Linked DNA regions of Mus musculus: region 2 is linked to region 1. The links are chromatin contacts, called in public HiChIP or PLAC-seq maps. All regions are on one chromosome and are shown on one strand. The core of a region is the stretch at or near the end of the contact, and the rest is flanking DNA. Distances in the headings are between cores, read along the strand shown.

Region 1 (4,842 bases), core at 693-3,192:
TCCTTTTCTTTTGATCCACAATCAGTCTAATTAGTGCTATGCCATACTCTGCCACTAGACCAGCCCTTTTCTTTGGCATCTTGAACAACTTTTAGATACAGTATTCATATACTTGAAAGAGTTTGTATAGGTCTTTCAGGAGGGATGTCCAACAAAGTAGATAGTAGATAGTTCTCAAACATAGTAACTAAGAGTAGGAGCCTAGCTTTCTGGCCCAAACTCAGATTTATTTGAGAAGAAAGAATTACCAATCTAATATAATCTATAAGTAAATTATTAGTACTCTTATCTTATCAAATTGATGTGGAGAAAAAGGTTGGTTGTGTCATACTGCAGAAGAGAAAGAAGTGGTTTTGCTAATCCTAGATAGAAAGCACTTCTTAACTTCAAGAGGCTGTCATCATGCAGTTTAAAGAACTATAGAACCAGCTGAAATTGGGAGGTTAAAGTTAACATACAACTGCTTCTGGCTCCCTGGGAATCATTATTAAGAATCTGAAGGCTTCCTAATTTGTGATGACTCAGACGCACTCCGCAGCTCACTTAAGTCTCATTAGTCTCTCCATTGCTTACCTATTGATGATCTGTACCAGTTGTTAATCAGAACAGTTGCTTTCTGAATTCTTATTGTAGAATACTCTTTTAAAGGCTCCCACTTTCCCACAAGGTTATTGGAAATAAATGTAGGTGGTTTTCCACATTCCACTTCTATCAGCTTACAGATTCATTGATCCTGTGTAGTCTCCTCTCCTTCACAGCTCTGCATGTTCCGTTTGGGTTACGGTTCATTTATTAACTATTTTTTTGTGTGTGAATGTGTTTATAGCAGTCATATTACTTGTGTTTATTTTGGGTTGGTATAGGTTTTTTGTAAATACAAAGTTTTAAAGTAACAAATTGAAGAAAATCCTCTGCCACCTTCAATACTTTTTTGTGAATCTGTTGTTTAGTTGACTTCAGAAGTGCTCACACAAAAAATACATTGTAACTCTTTCTCCCTTCCTCACTTCTTCCCCTCACCACCACTCCCCCCCCCCCTTCAGAGGTGCCTCTGTAATAACAGCCTCTCACATGAAAAAAAAACCATTATATTCATTGTCACCTGGCTTTACATGGTGTGAGACAGACTGAAATATCTCTGACTTTACGTTACTTGTCAGCATCAATGGTTTAAAATGAGTGTATACAAGCAGTCGTGAATTGTTTTATCTTATAGATTAATTGATACTACTATAGCTTGTAACATTTTAAAATAATTTTGAAAATGACTTAATTATGTTTATTAGTGAAATGGTTATATCATATATAGTCTAAATATTTAGGTTTTAAAATTAATGAAAAGTGATTATTCTTTATGCTCCAAGTGGGTTTCATTTTAAACAAAAGCAAAAGGAAGAAGGAAGTGTGACCTGCCACTGCACGCACAGTGTTTATTTTTATTTCCTACCCAAAAAAATGATCACTTTTGTACTTCTGAAGTGGTATTTATAGAAATGGTACTGTGTTGCAGTTTCAGAAGAAGGAGAACTTGGGTTTGGATTTGAAGCTGTGGATGAGGAGCAGCTGAAGCACCCAAGCCTCCAACCAGCCTCAAGCCAGCGCATGGCTGTGGCAATCACGTCTGTTAGCTGTCTCTGTGGCCTGAGGCAGTTCTGTTTCCTGTTTGCTTGCTCTCCTTCAGCTTCTTTGTGTCACTTTATCAATGAGCAGAAAACTTTTAGCTCAGAGAGCAAAGGGACAGGAGAGGGACTGTCTTAAGCATGTTTTACTTGTGTCAGCCTAGATGGGCTTTGTGATAGGCCATCTGGATGGAGAGGATTTCCTCAGAATGTCAAGTATGTCGTGAGATTTTGAGCTGGGGTTTTCTTGCAGTGTCCGGAAAGGCAGCAGGAAACAGGCAGAAATGCTAAGAGCGGAAGACAGCTTGCCAGTGGCTTCAGTGTGTGATTCCTGTATGTAGAAGAGTCCTGTCTGTCACACTTGACTTGCTTGAACAAAAGAGGCTGGAGGTGGGGACTAATCAAGATCCTGTTCTTCCCTGCACTCTTAAGTGTGCCCGAAAAGAATGGCATAAGTGTTGGCCTAAGTGCTCTGAGTACTTAAAACTGCTCACTTTATAACAAGTGTGTGCTACACGGTTTTCTTCTCCTAAGAAGCATACTCTTCTTAGATATTAATTAGATATTAATCCTTTCTCAAGAATAATATATTACATAAGTTAGTTATGTAATGTACTATTATCCTTGAGAAAAGAATAGAAAGCACTAGCTTTTCGTGGACAGCAATTTAAAATAGTGCCTCCTAAAAAATCAGATTGTATATTTCATCCTCAGTCAGGTCCAACCAAAGCCCTCATGGAAACAGAATTATCTGCACATATTTTAAATTTTGTATTGGATTAATGATAGAATAGTTACTATTTTTTTGAAACTAGGTACCATCCTTGGATTACAGTAGTAAAATGACCTTTTTTCATGTTTTTTTTTTAATTAAGATATTTATTTGTTTTATGTATGTATGCTCTATCTGCAATTATACCTATGTGCCAGAAGACGGGGCATCAGATCCCATTGTAATTGGTTGCAAGCCACCGCATGATTGCTGGGAATTGAACTCGGGGACCTCTGGAAGAGCAACCAATGCTCCTAACTGCTGAGTCATCTCTCCATCCCCCTTTTTCATTTTCTTAAACACAATTTTTTGTGTTATATGCTAGATGACTTTTAGTGACAATAGCTTACAAGGGAAAAGCAGTCTTTTTTAAAGTAGATAAGTGTGTCTCAGTGTTCTGTTGCTGTGAACCATGGCCAAAACAACTCTTCTGAAAGAAAGCTTGGAATGAGGGGCTTCCGTACTGTCTCAGAGGTTTAGTCAATTATGCTCATGGTGGGGAGTGTGATAGCATGCAGGCAGGTGCTGGAAAAGAAGCTGAGAGCACCTGGTCCTCCAGCAAGGCCACACCTCCTAAGTAGTGTCACCCCATGGTAACTAAGTATTCAAATATATGAGCCTGTGGGGACCATCCTTATTTAAACCACCCAAAGTATTATTTCACTTTCAAAATCAGAAAGGAGTCTTGCTTTTGTTATCATTGTATTGTTAAACAGAGGTAATGAATATTACTGATTACTACAAATTTAAAATACCTGAGTTTTAAAATATTATTTAGTTAAAAACTCTTCTTCTAGAAGATTTTTACTTCGGAAATAAGATATTCAGATTAGTAAGAAACATTAAACCCTGCCCGAGTGTGTCTATATGTGCATTTGTGTTTCCAGCATAGACCTTTTCCTTTGGTTTGTTGTTTTGTTTTTAAATTTGTTTATTTTATGTGTATGAGTACACTGTGGCTGTCTTAAGACACACCTGAAGATCTTATTACAGATGAGCCACCATGAGGTTTCTGGGAATTGAACTCAGGACCTCTGGAAGAGCAACCAGTGCTGTATGTGTGTGTGTGTGTGTGTGGTGTGTGTGTGTGTGTGTGTGTGTGTGTGTGTGTGTGTGTGTGTGTGTGCGCGCGCGCGCGCACGCTTTCCTTACAGTTATTTCCTGGAATTAATCTTAGCTATTGCAGAATGCAAATTGGCATTGACTCTTTGATATAGAGTTACATCATTTCTGACTCTCTGCAGACGTATTTAATGACAACCCAGTCCGGTTAATAGTCAAACAATAAAGGTAAGTTGCTGGGTGATGAAGAAGTGCCTCTGCCAGTAGGGAAAAAACAAACTTCTGTATCTCTTTCTCCTTTTTTCCCCCTGTTCCACTAACTGGCAAATTAGTTATAGATTTTGTTGTGTCTTTAAGAGGAGGTATTTGAAGGCCTTGGAGTACTTTGTAATGATTCCATACCTCTCGTTACTGGTAATATGCATTGAATATCATATTTATAAGTTTACAGAAGGATTTTCACTTAATTGAACAAAAAAGTCCATAACATAATTTTACTTTACTCTTTGGGGTCCCTCCAAGCCTCATGCCAGCAGAGGAAGGATTCTCTGTGCAAGAAGGAGACCCTGGTCAGCGCTCCTCAGTAGCTGGTGCTAGTTCAAACTTCCAGTCTTGACACTAGACAGTTAATCTTAGACATATTTAAGTACAGTACAGTACAGTTTGGGAGAAAAGTTTCCTGGTAACAATGATCTCAACCCCACGTTCACAAAAAAACTTAAAGTGTAAAACTCTTTTGTCAAGCACATTTGACTTGTAGAGTGAAGATGGGTTCTGTAAGGGCCTGGGATCTGGTGTGCTGTCTGACTGAGACAGCTTAGAGGAGAGCAGGCTATCACGTGACATTCCCTACTAAGGGTGGTGTATTGTCTAAGAAACAGCGCTTAAGATAAAGCTCTGGGGAGGGAGAGTCTGGGATAAACGTACTAATCTGGGATCCCTGAGCTATCTATTCCCAGCCTCCTGGGTGGAAGGCATGCCTATGTATCCTCCTGTTGAAGAGACCAGCCGTGTGCTCAACAGCCCTGGTTTCTCTAGTCCTTATCTGTGAGCAGGAGGACCTCAAAAGTACTCTTTACAAAACTTTTTTGTGTGTGTGGCAGGGTGGTGCTTGCACACTCCTTTAATCCCAGCACTTGGGTGACAGAGGCAGGTGGATCTTTGTGAGTTTGAGGCTAGCCTGATCTACAGAGTTCCTGGATAGTCAAGGCTACATAGAGAGAAACCATCTCCTAAAACCACAAACAAAAAATTACTTTGCTTACATTTTTTTTATAGGAAATTCATCTGAAAATTCTCTGAAATCCTATTTCCCAGAGACTTGTTCCTGCATTTCCGTGTGTTTACCAACTGAAACCACTCTGCACAGACAGACACTACAGCATTGAT
Region 2 (5,312 bases), core at 18-2,517, 210 kb after region 1:
CTCGCCCAGGAGCAACTTCCTGGCTCCTCCCACGGTGCTCCGCATACAGGTATTATACCCTGGAGGATGCCAGGATGCAGTAAGAAACCTTCAAGCCAGGACTGCCCCTTCCTTTTCTGTGCCCTCTGCATTTAAATGGCAATTCCTTCCTAAAAGAATCACAACAAGAAGGGATGTCACCCACTCCCCTCTTCAAACAAGATCTTATAAAAACCGATACCAACGCTTTTCTTTAATAACATTTTACCATTTTGATTCCAACTATAGCTTTATGGCTACGGAGCAACTGCAGAATATGTATGCAGATATAAATACTGTAGCTATAAATGTAGAAAATAAACTTCAAAAGAGTGATTTTTAAAAATGAAGTCATTTTGACTGGTATCACTTGCCATTTTCTAACTACAGATCAATAACGCATCCAGAGTTCAATTCAGAATATTTTCATTTAATTTCTGTAATATTAGGTACTCACTATAGACATCAAGACATCAATAATACTTCAGAGGCTGGGGTGGAGGACACTTCTGTAGACAGTTCCAATATGCATATAAAAACAGTTTAAACAGGGCATGAGAATTACAGGTGTCACGTGACCTGTACTTCGGTAGAGGCAGAGGATTGTAAGCGTGAGGCTAGCCTGGACTATGTAGTGAGCTTGTATATAGCCTGGGCTAGGAAGAGGCCCTGACTTGAAGAAGAAGAAGAAGAAGGAGGAGGAGGAGGAGGGGGAGGGGGAGGGGGAGGGGGAAGGAGGGGGAGGGGGAGGAGGGGGAGGGGGGGGAGGAGGGGGAGGAGGGGGAGGGGGGAGGGGGGAGGAGGAGGTCCATCAATCAAGCTCTGTATTAGTTCTTTTTTCTCATGGCTGTAATAAAGCAGCAGTGATGGTTCAGGGGAAGAGGGTTCATGTGGCTCAGACTGGGGGGAGGCCATACACCATGTGCAGAAGCCGTGACGAAGCTCAAGGCAGCAAGGTCATGAGGAGGTGGCTCCTTAGTCATCTGACAGACCAGGAACTGGAGCACATGAGAGAAAGGAGCAGGGCTAACACAGCCCTAAGGACCCACCACCCCCGTCACCCCCTTTCTCCAGCGAGGCTGACTTTCTAAAGTTCTACAGTCTCCCCCAAAATGAGCATCATCACCTGGGAACCAAGTGTTCAAACACACAAGCCTATTAGGGACTCAAACAGTAAGGTGCTCCCTGCCCAAATGCTCCCTGCCCATGCCCCCTCCCCCACCACTCACCACCCCAGTTCTGCCCAACCACAGGCCCTGAGCAACAGGACTAAAGCAACCAAGGGTGGATCTTCAGAAACCACCAGCCAAAAGCACAGCACACACAAGTAGCAAGATCCATTTGAGTACAGAGTAGAGCTGACACCCAACTGTCACCAGATAAAAGCTAACATCATGATTATAGTCACAGTCGCCTGGGCTGCTGTCTGCTTGTCCCAAACAAGAGGCAGGGCATGTCTGTCTCAAGTCTCCTTCTCCATGCACATATCCACCTTTCTTGGTGACTAACATCAGGCTTTCCGGTCCAGTCCTAAGCATGACTCCTGCAGAGCCTGACTGTTGACCCCCAGCTAGTTTCCTGTGTCTGCAGTCAGCTTGTTCCCACTGTAGACAGCAACTGTGTGTGTGTGTGTGTCTGTGTGTGTGTGTCTGTGTGTGTGTGTCTGTATGTCTGTCTGTCTGTCTGTCTGTCCACCTGACTGTGGGCATGTGTTTTTGAATGCAGGTACCTAAGGAAGCCAGAAGTGTTTCAGACCCCATGGAGCTCAAGTTGTGTGCTAGGAAACCAAACAGGTTCTCGTCAAGAAAAGCACGGGTCCTTAGCCACTTATTCCCGTTGCCCCCCTTTAAGAAATTCACTTTTCTTGGGGTGTGTGTGTGAGAGAGAGAGAGAGAGAGAGAAAGCTGCTCTTCCAGAGGTCCTAAGTTCAATTCCCAGCAATCACATGGTGGCTCACAAATGGGATTGGACACCCTCTCCTGGTGTGTCTGAGGACAACAACAATATACTCACATAAAATAAATAAATCTTTAAAAAAAAAGAAAAGAAAAAATATATAAAAAAGAAAAAAGCTGGATGTGGTGGCGCACACCTTTAATCCCAGCACTTGAGAGGCAGAGGCAGGTGGATTTCTGAGTTTGAGGCCAGCCTGGTCTACAGAGTGAGTTCCAGGACAGCCAGGGCCACACAGAAAAACCCCGTCTCGGGAAAAAAAGAAAAAAGAAAAGAAAAAGAAAAAGAAAAAAGAAAAAAAGCAAGGGTTTCCTGTACTGAAACTTATCCTATAGACCAGGCTAGCCTCAAATTCAGAGATCTCTATGCCCATCTCCCAAGTGCTGGGATTAAAAGTGTGTACCATCACACCCAGCACTACATTTTCTTATAATGGGATTTAGTAACATATTTAAATGCAGTAATGCTATAAAAAATTTATTACTTGTGAATCTAGCTGTTTTATCAGTCTAGTGAATACTTAGGATGAAATGAAATGTGTTTGGGGGATTTGGGTGTTATTTAAAAACAATTAAGGGGCTGGAGAGATGGCTCAGCAGTTTAGAGCGTGTGTTACTCTTGCATAAGACCCCGGATCTATTCTCAGCACCGTGTGGTGGCTGCACAACCATCCATTACTCCTGCTCCTGGGATCAGACATCCTCTTCTAAACTCTGTGGGCACCAGGCGTGCACACCGCACACATACATTCATGCAGGGAAAACATTCATACATATATAATAAAGATATAGATAAATCTTTTAAAAGGTAAAAAGAAAACAGTAAGAAGCTAAGTACACGAGGCAGGCAGAAGTATTAGGCTTGAGGCTAGCCTGGGCTACACAGCCATAGACAGGTCATCCAGGGCTACATGACAAGACTATCTCAAACAAAAAGCATTTTCGGAAATAAGTAAACAGTCAGGCTAGAGATCAGCGAGGAAGGTACTTGTTCTATAAGCAGCAAAACCGAAATGAGAGCCTCAGCTTTAAGGACAAAGCCAAGCACTGGCCGATTAAAAGGACCCCTGGAGCTCAAGGGTCAGCCATCCTAGCCCTGTCGGCGAGCCCTAGGTTCCTGTGACAGACTTGTCTCTGAAGAACAGGATGGTTTCAATGCCTTTCCCCAGAACAAAGCAAGGTGGACAGCTCCTGAGGGAAGATGTCCAAGGCGGACCTTTAACCTGCACACATGTAAACAGGCCCACACATATGTGTGTGCATGCACATATGAAAATGACTAGGTAAGCCTCTAACCATTGTGCAATAGTTTATAGGGGCTAGAGAAATATCTCCGGGTTAAGAGCACTGACTGCTCTTCCAGAGGACCCAGGTTCAATTCCCAGCAACCACATGGTAGCTCACAACCTCCAGTTCCAAGAGAATGGATGCCCTCTTCTGGTCTCTTCAAGCACTGCACACATATAGTGTAGAGACATACATGTAGCCAAAATAACCATACACACAAAATAGAAATAAATGTGTTTTAAAAAAGCAGGGTAGGGGGCTGGTGAGATGGCTCAGTGGGTAAGAGCACCCGACTGCTCTTCCGAAGGTCCAGAGTTCAAATCCCAGCAACCACATGGTGGCTCACAACCATCCGTAACAAGATCTGACTCCCTCTTCTGGTGTGTCTGAAGACAGTGTATTTACATATAATAAATAAATAAATCTTTAAAAAAAAAAAAAAAAAAAAGCAGGGTAGTTGCCGGGCGTGGTGGCACACGTCTTTAATCCCAGCACTTGGGAGGCAGAGGCAGGTGGATTTCTGAGTTCGAGGCCAGCCTGGTCTACAGAGTGAGTTCCAGGACAGCCAGGGCTACAGGGCTATACACAGAGAAACACTGTCTCGAAAACCAAAAAAAAAAAAAAAAAAAAAAAAAAAAAGATATAAAAATGAAAAAGGGAGAGAGAAATAAAAAGCACAGAGAACCCCCCACTCTGTAAGAGTGCCACTGCTGGGAGCTGGAGAGATGGCTCAGTGATTAAGAGTGCCGACTGCTCTTCCGGAGGTCCCGAGTTCAAATCCCAGCAACCACATGGTGGCTCACAACCATCCGTAACGAAATCTGATGCCCTCTTCTGGTGTGTCTGAAGACAGCTACAGTATACTCACATACATTAAATAAATGAATAAATCTTAAAAAGAAAAGAAAAAAAAAAAAGAGTGCCACTGCTTACACGGTGCATGTGCATGTACACATGCATGCATACGCGCGTGCGCATGTGCGCACACGCGCGCGCACATATACACATGATGATCACAAACGGCGCTTACAGGCACTCACTCAGCTCTCTCTCTTGGGTCAGCACCGTATAAGGCCATGGTCTCAGTGTCAGATATGGAATTGGTTTTCACGGGACCAAGGATCAAACCCAAGCGAAGTGTTCTACCAATTGATGCCTCTGTGGACCTCTGTTGTCCCAGAATGTAGAAAATGACCAACGAAACGCATTCAAAATCTAAGTCTCTGAAGTGTGTCTTTGTTCTCGGACATTGTACAGAACTTAGAAACCAAAAGCACGCAGGGAAGGTGGGAAGAAGAAAGAAAACCCAAAAAAGGAATAAAACATCAAATATGTCATAGGAATCAACAAATGAAGGGGGTGCCGCTTGTGAGATGCAGTCTGTAATCCCAGCACTTAGGGTGGAGGCAGGAGGCTGCACACCTTGAGGGAAGGAAGGTGCATTTGCAGGCCAGCAGAAAACAATCTCTGTTTCGGTTTTTTAAGGCAAGATTTCACATAGCCCGGGCTGCAGTTCTATTCACTAAACTATGGATCCCCCTGCCTCGTCCTCTGAGTGCTGGGATCGCCAGTGTAAAGCTGAGGAGATCTGCCCTCAGATGACAGGGGCATCTATACAAGCCTTGAGTCCTAGGGAGAGAACCTCCAGCCAGACATTTGTCTGATGTCAACAAACTGAATACTCAGAAACACTGTCAACTGCATAAATGATATCTCAACAAATTTTATTTTTAAGAGGTATTTCATGTGCACCAAATCAGCAACATGAATCTGATAACTGGAACCAGCTAGGACGCCGAGCACGGAGACTGTAAGGCATAAATCAGCCCACCAACACCAGCAGCTGCCGAGAGAAATGCGCATACCTTCCCGTCTACAAATCAGTCCTAGGGAGATAAATTAAAGCCATTTTCCTATCTGCACACGGAGTCATGAACAAAGCTGTTCACTGCAGCACCTGAGTAATGGAAGCTTTTACGGACAGAAGGACAGATACATCTCTGCCTCCTATAGTTAAAGCAAAAGGGTTGCAAGCTATGGAAATCAGCAGCTGCA

The links. HiChIP or PLAC-seq counts read pairs in DNA pulled down with a chosen protein or histone mark.
Region 2: an H3K27ac HiChIP or PLAC-seq map of the HPC-7 cell line shows a contact between it and region 1, with 6 times the contacts expected there. The contact joins two enhancer-like sites. A contact is called at or near these places in 3 of 39 promoter capture datasets (the C10 cell line, stem cell-derived epiblast-like cells and trophoblast stem cells), 2 of 484 Hi-C or Micro-C datasets (both in embryonic stem cells), 1 of 115 datasets of contacts at active chromatin or transcription factors (the HPC-7 cell line) and 1 of 9 other capture datasets (embryonic stem cells).

Annotation. Positions count from the first base shown.
Region 1 is chr17:83,396,004-83,400,845 of GRCm38.p6, forward strand. All of the region lies in intron 1 of Eml4 (echinoderm microtubule associated protein like 4), which reads left to right. Among named protein-coding and RNA genes, the nearest start is that of Eml4, 47 kb to the left of the region's middle. Within about 2 kb of position 1,943, at least 147 of the 459 cell types and tissues checked have an H3K27ac peak or open chromatin away from gene starts, as enhancers often do. A contact at or near this core is called in the HPC-7 cell line, where this site is marked.
Region 2 is chr17:83,608,769-83,614,080 of GRCm38.p6, forward strand. All of the region lies in intron 1 of Kcng3 (potassium voltage-gated channel, subfamily G, member 3), which reads right to left. Among named protein-coding and RNA genes, the nearest start is that of Kcng3, 20 kb to the right of the region's middle. Within about 2 kb of position 1,268, at least 4 of the 459 cell types and tissues checked have an H3K27ac peak or open chromatin away from gene starts, as enhancers often do. A contact at or near this core is called in the HPC-7 cell line, where this site is marked.